2 separate regions of the Rattus norvegicus genome follow, and region 1 is linked to region 2. The links are chromatin contacts, called in public Hi-C maps. All regions are on one chromosome and are shown on one strand. Each heading gives the region's core, a stretch centred on a gene start, on an enhancer-like site or on the middle of the called end of the contact. The rest is flanking DNA. Distances are from core to core; before and after follow the strand shown. Region 1 has its middle 48 kb from the start of Neurl1b. Region 2 has its middle 38 kb from the start of Neurl1b.

Region 1 (2,700 bases), core at 83-2,582, 85 kb before region 2:
AACCTGTCCTACATTCAAAGGCTTGGGCTAGACTCATCCCCCTTTCTTTCCCTTGCCCTCCTCTGGCAGAGAACACAGTAAGAGCTTGCACTAGGTGCTTGGCTGGGCCAAAGGAAGTCAACTTAAATCAACTGGCTGCCTCTACCTGCAGGCCCAAGGGCTACCTGAGGAGAACCTTTACCCACAAGCTAGTCCTTCTCTCCACCTGTCAGCATGGCCTGAGACAGGGGCATGAGGGTCAGGGTGGGTGTTTAGGGTTGGACTTGCTCTGCATTCCCAGCATCCATGAGGCTCTGCCAAATCAGAGGTAAAATGACACACAGAAACCATGGGCTAAGTCACCAGACTTCCAAGCCTTGTGAACCCTGTTCTGAGGGTGCTCCTTCCTCCCGGTAGGACACCTCCTGTGTGACAGGAACACAGAAGCCAGAAGGGCTGGCTGGTGACTTTGCCCAAGACCGATGCCTTCAGGAGTGTTGGGAGGCTTTATCTGATGCTTCAGAGAGACAGTGAATGTCAGCTCAGAGTGACACCTATCCAAATACAACCCAGCTTGGGAGGTATGATCCTGTGGCCTGGGATTAGGTTGATGGCCATCCAGAGAAGAAGGCCCTTGACTAAGCCTCGGAGGAGTCGAAAGCATGAAGATGTTCCCACACAACTTCGTCATCCAGGGTCCCATTAGAGCGTGCATTTTCAGAGACCGGAGATGCTGAGCTCAAAGACACACAGCCCCAGCTATCTGCACTGACGACAGGGCTGCTACCTCCTAGCCATGGAAACCATCGAGTGTGTCTCACAAGGCCTCCAAGAGAGCCAGCGTTCAGAAGCTACACTGACTTGCCGGTGAGCGGCCGAGTAGACCACAGGCGAGCAGCCTCTGTAGGCTGAGAACACCAGAAACCTTCACTCCTTAACAGAAAGCCTTCTTCTTTTAAAATCACAACTGTACATGCTACAGGCTCATTTCCAGATCCTACAGCTCAGGAGACAGTGTGTGCTCCCTTCCCCTCTGTGGTTGGCAGGGCCCACGATGTTTCTGCTTCCTCGGGGCCCCTAGGACGGATGGTTGCATGACAACAGAACACTACCCATCACCAGCTTAGACTGGGGCTCCCAGCTACTTGCTCTCCCCAAGGAAAGAGAGCAGAGGAACGCTTGGAGAATCTGCTAGTGGGCAGGGAGAGGCAAGGAGACAGACAAGGGAGACCCTGCTCCAGAGTCCTACTACTTCCTCCAGGTCTGCAATGTCCTTCGATGTGGACAGGGCACCCTGTTGCTCATGTGACCGAGACTCCAGGGACTTTCTGTTGCTGACACTGGAGATATGGGGACATAGCCCTGAATTGATAGCCCTGGCTGGACTGTTTCTCTTTCAGGCTCTGGGGCGGTGGGGGCAGGAGGCTGAGCACAGCGCCTAGCTGGAGTCGGCTTGGCATCTGGTCTGATCCAGCTGTTGATTTTGGCTCCGTATCCAAGACTCCTGAGCCCTAATTATTCACCGTCTTGGGAGCCTGGCAGGAAGCCTGAGAAGGGAGAAGCTGGGTCGGTTCACATCTGATAAAGAGACAGAGGCGGCAGAGCGGGACCCAGAGGCCTGGATGAAAGGAGCTGAGTCTTCTGCCTGTTGTTGGTTTGACTGAGATAGAATCTGCATACAATAAAATTCACAGTTTGGATAAAACCACCCATAAACCCATAACCCATAAAACCACACCACAATCAAGATGCAAAACATTTCCAGTAAAGTTTGCTCCTGCCTGGATCCGCTGGCTCCCACCTGCCCGCCCTTCCCACACACCGCCTCCCTGCTTGGAACTTTACTGAATGGGCTGGGTAGCTGGGACCAGCGATTGTGCCAGAGGATTGTCACGGGACCTCTGGGAGACGTCTGAGTTGTTTACGGATCTGAAGTCTGTTCCTTCTCATCGTTGAGTTGTATTCCGCTTGCATGGGTGTGATTAATCCGTTCATTTATCAATAACGTTCTAGGTTATTTAGGTAAACATGAATTCCCCCTTCTCTCTGGTAGATAGCAGGGAGCAGAGTCACTGGGGTTCATAAGCACGTGCTTAGTCGTATAAACCAGGGCATGCAGGTTTCTTTCTCCTCAGTAGCATTGAGTGTGGTGGAAGTTAGGACATCCTCAGGGGCCCTGAGCTATGCACAACAGTATCTCACTGTGGGTTCTGTGCATGCTTCTCTGGTAATTAAAATTGTTGAACACCTTTTAATAAGTTGGTGCCTTTTACATGATTTTGAACTCAAGACTCACGAGTCCTGAATGAGGTATTCAGCCTTTCCCGGAAGAGATTGTAGACACCCCTGCGGACATCTCATGTCCTGGATGACATGAGTAAACTGCATAGGACACTCACTTAAAAGGAACACAGAAACATCTTGTGGGAGATTCTGGAAGCCCACCTAGACCCAGCAGGCCCCTCACAGGTCTTTCTTCAGAACATTTCAGACAGGTCCCTGTGGAAAACGTGTCTCACACACTGCTGTGACTCTCGGTCATTCTCCAGGATGCCTTTCCAGGCACCAGACTCCCAAGGCCTTTCTGTGTAACTCTGGGTGGGTTAACCTCGGCCCTGTTGTGTCACATATCTCACCGTGAGGATCAGCCATCTCTAGCGAGTCCGCTTCCCTGATGCTGGGTATTGAGGGTGGCCGTGCTGTGTTTCGCCAGTAGAGTGG
Region 2 (2,700 bases), core at 106-2,605:
CATATCTGGACCACGGGGTACCCTTATGCCCTCCCAGAGCCAGGATCTTACATAGGCTTCTTAGAGGTTCAGCCTGGTCTTGGACATTGTTTTGGCTCCTACATGAGGATGTGGAAAACTCAAGTATTCCAGGCATCCAGCTCTGGAAACAGAACTTGATCTTGACTATTAAATATACCCAGAGAGAAGCCTCCAGAAACCTCTGAAAGGAGGTACCAGCCCCAGTTCCCTTCTCTGCCTGCTGTCCCAGATGTGGCCTGCCTAGGCCTAGACATCTTTCCACAGACTTTACCTGAGGCCCATTACCCTCAGCACAGGGTCAGCTCCAGGGTTGCTCCACAGGCTCGAAACCCACACACTGCTCCACTCACCTCCTGACTGAGACCCTCGCCAGCATCTCAAAAATCACTCTGCACATGACTGCACCCTGGAGCCGTCTGTGCACGGTGGCCCCTCCCTAAAGTCCATCTTCTCAGGTGTGCATACAGCCTGTGACTCTTGTGAGCTAGCACAGGGGCTCTGGGGGTCCGATGAGATCCAGCACCGTGGGTGAGGGAGCATGAATACAGAGACCGGTCCAGGCCTGCTGCTGAGTGAGACCCCTTCCCTCTCTGGGCCTTGTTGGATCTCTGAAGAGAGAGAGGAATCTCCCACCTTGTGACACAGTGACATCACATAGTCAATGCTAAGTATAGGACTCTCTTTTATCCTGATTTTCTTTCTATGGTTTACCCACAATTAACCTTGGAACATTCTGTCAATAAATGACCCACAGCTTAAACTGCACATTCTTCTAAGTGTCCACAATGTATATGCTACCCAGCCTGTCTTCACAGTGAAATTAACTGGCTTGTCAGAACTGTTGTCCTGATAGGTAGGGCAGGGCTCTAGCTGAGTAGCCCTTACGTACATCATAATGGCCCAAGGTGGAAGCAGTGAACTGAAGGCAGTGCCCAGATAGGAACCGCAGAGTGTCTGAATGCCGCAGGCGGCGAGGAAGGTGCTTGCAGCGCAATGCTTGGATTTGCCCCCTCGGTGTGTTAGAAGATGTCTCTTATGGATTAATTAGGAGACTAGGCAGCTGCTCCCTGCCGTCTACCACCACATGGTGGCGCTATTGAGTTCCATCCCACCTCCACCGAACGGGATCTCTGAATTTAGCACACCTCCTTCCCACAAGGAATGAAAACCGAGTGCTGAGACAGGGGCTAACCAGACCTGCTTCCGAGCTTGCCCTGGCCCCGTGCCCCTTGTTTGTTTTGGTTCCTGGTCAAGAATGCTGGTCCAGGCCTGGGAGGCTAACCTTCTGACTCTAGAGGGAAAGTCACACTTCGCTCAACTCCCAGGAGCAGTCTCGCATTCCAGGGGAGGCGTGGGAAGGGCCAGGCCTTCCCTAGCGAAGGCGCTGGAGCTGCCTGAAACCCAGTCATTGCTTCCAGCCTCTGCAGTGCCCACAGGGACAGCCTGCCCACCTCAGTGGGGCGGAAATGGGCCTCGGGGAAGGTTTCCTGATCCAGCACAGGATAGATGTCTGAAGTTGCTCGAAGAGAACACTTCAGACCACCTCCCGCCCCTCCTCCGGCTCCCTCTCAGACTCCTCCCTCTCTGTGCCAATCTCACCTCCACTTGGGCCCCCTTTGGCTGTCCCCTGACAAACGGGTATACCTTTCCACAGGGGCGTTGTTTTAGCTGCTGTAGCAGCTACTCAGAGGCCTAGGCTCAGGTTACTCTCTTCTGAGGTTTCAGAAAAGCCAGGTACTAGAGGTAGGCAGCTGTCGGCCAGCAGAGATGCTGTCCTGAGCCCCACCAGCAGAAAGGGGCTGCCTGGCCAAGGAGCAGAGGTCAGCAGGTTGGCACACCGCTGTGGCTGGGGCAATGTCCCCGGATGCCATTTCCGTGGTGGCTCTTAAGCAGGCTTCCTCCCTGGATAGACCACAAGGGCCTCTCCTCAGGGACAGCCCACACGTAGGCCTCCAGAAAGTCATAAAGTTGAAGTTGGAAGGGGTTTTGGCTTTTCGAAGAGAAGCAACTGGGGCTGTTTTGGGAAGATGGAACATCATCGCCGCCTAGTGGTCATGATGGAGTGTGGCACCCCTCCAACTCACATAAGCTGCCCCTCCCGTCGATTCACTTCCACCCGACCCAGCACCCTCCAGGTGACACCCAGAAACCAGGAAAGTGGAAACCCGGTGGTTGACTTTGCAGGCTGGTGTTAACAGGATATGGAACTGTCAGGGTGACATTGGGGCTGTTTTTGGATGGCCTAGCACAGTGGTGGGAGCTTACTGGAGGAGCTGAGACCCCAGGATTACCACACCCTGAAGGACCAGGAGGTGAGTCTTGCACCTGACCCTTGCCTCAGGCCACTGTCTCAGGCGCACTTGAATTCATCTAGCCAACCTAGGCCAGGAACCTTGAAGACGCCATGGGAGCACAGACATAGTCAGAGAAAGGGTACTGAAAGTATAGCTTTAGCTACTGGAATATGAATGTCGCAGAACTTGAGGAATTCGTGACCCAGTGACTCAGAGGCCCGGTCTAATGTGCGGCAAGTCTCTGGGTCGTAAAGCCAATTACTTTTCAGGGCGATAATTGGAGCCCAGCAGGCATGGCTAACACCAATTAGAATGGGGCTGCAAAGCCCCACCCGGAGCCAGACTGAACGGTGGCAGCAGCAATAATGCCAGCCTGCCCTCTCAG

What was found. Hi-C and Micro-C count contacts between places; a contact is called where the count stands out from the background.
Region 1: a contact with region 2 is called in a Hi-C map of liver, with 4 times the contacts expected there. The contact joins two enhancer-like sites. A contact is called at or near these places in 6 of 12 Hi-C or Micro-C datasets (the A7r5 cell line, frontal cortex, hepatocytes and 2 more).

What each region holds. Positions count from the first base shown.
Region 1 is chr10:17,335,578-17,338,277 of GRCr8, reverse strand. No RefSeq gene overlaps it. Among named protein-coding and RNA genes, the nearest start is that of Neurl1b, 48 kb to the right of the region's middle. Within about 2 kb of position 1,332, at least 12 of the 93 cell types and tissues checked have an H3K27ac peak or open chromatin away from gene starts, as enhancers often do. A contact at or near this core is called in liver, where this site is marked.
Region 2 is chr10:17,250,241-17,252,940 of GRCr8, reverse strand. No RefSeq gene overlaps it. Among named protein-coding and RNA genes, the nearest start is that of Neurl1b, 38 kb to the left of the region's middle. Within about 2 kb of position 1,355, at least 20 of the 93 cell types and tissues checked have an H3K27ac peak or open chromatin away from gene starts, as enhancers often do. A contact at or near this core is called in liver, where this site is marked.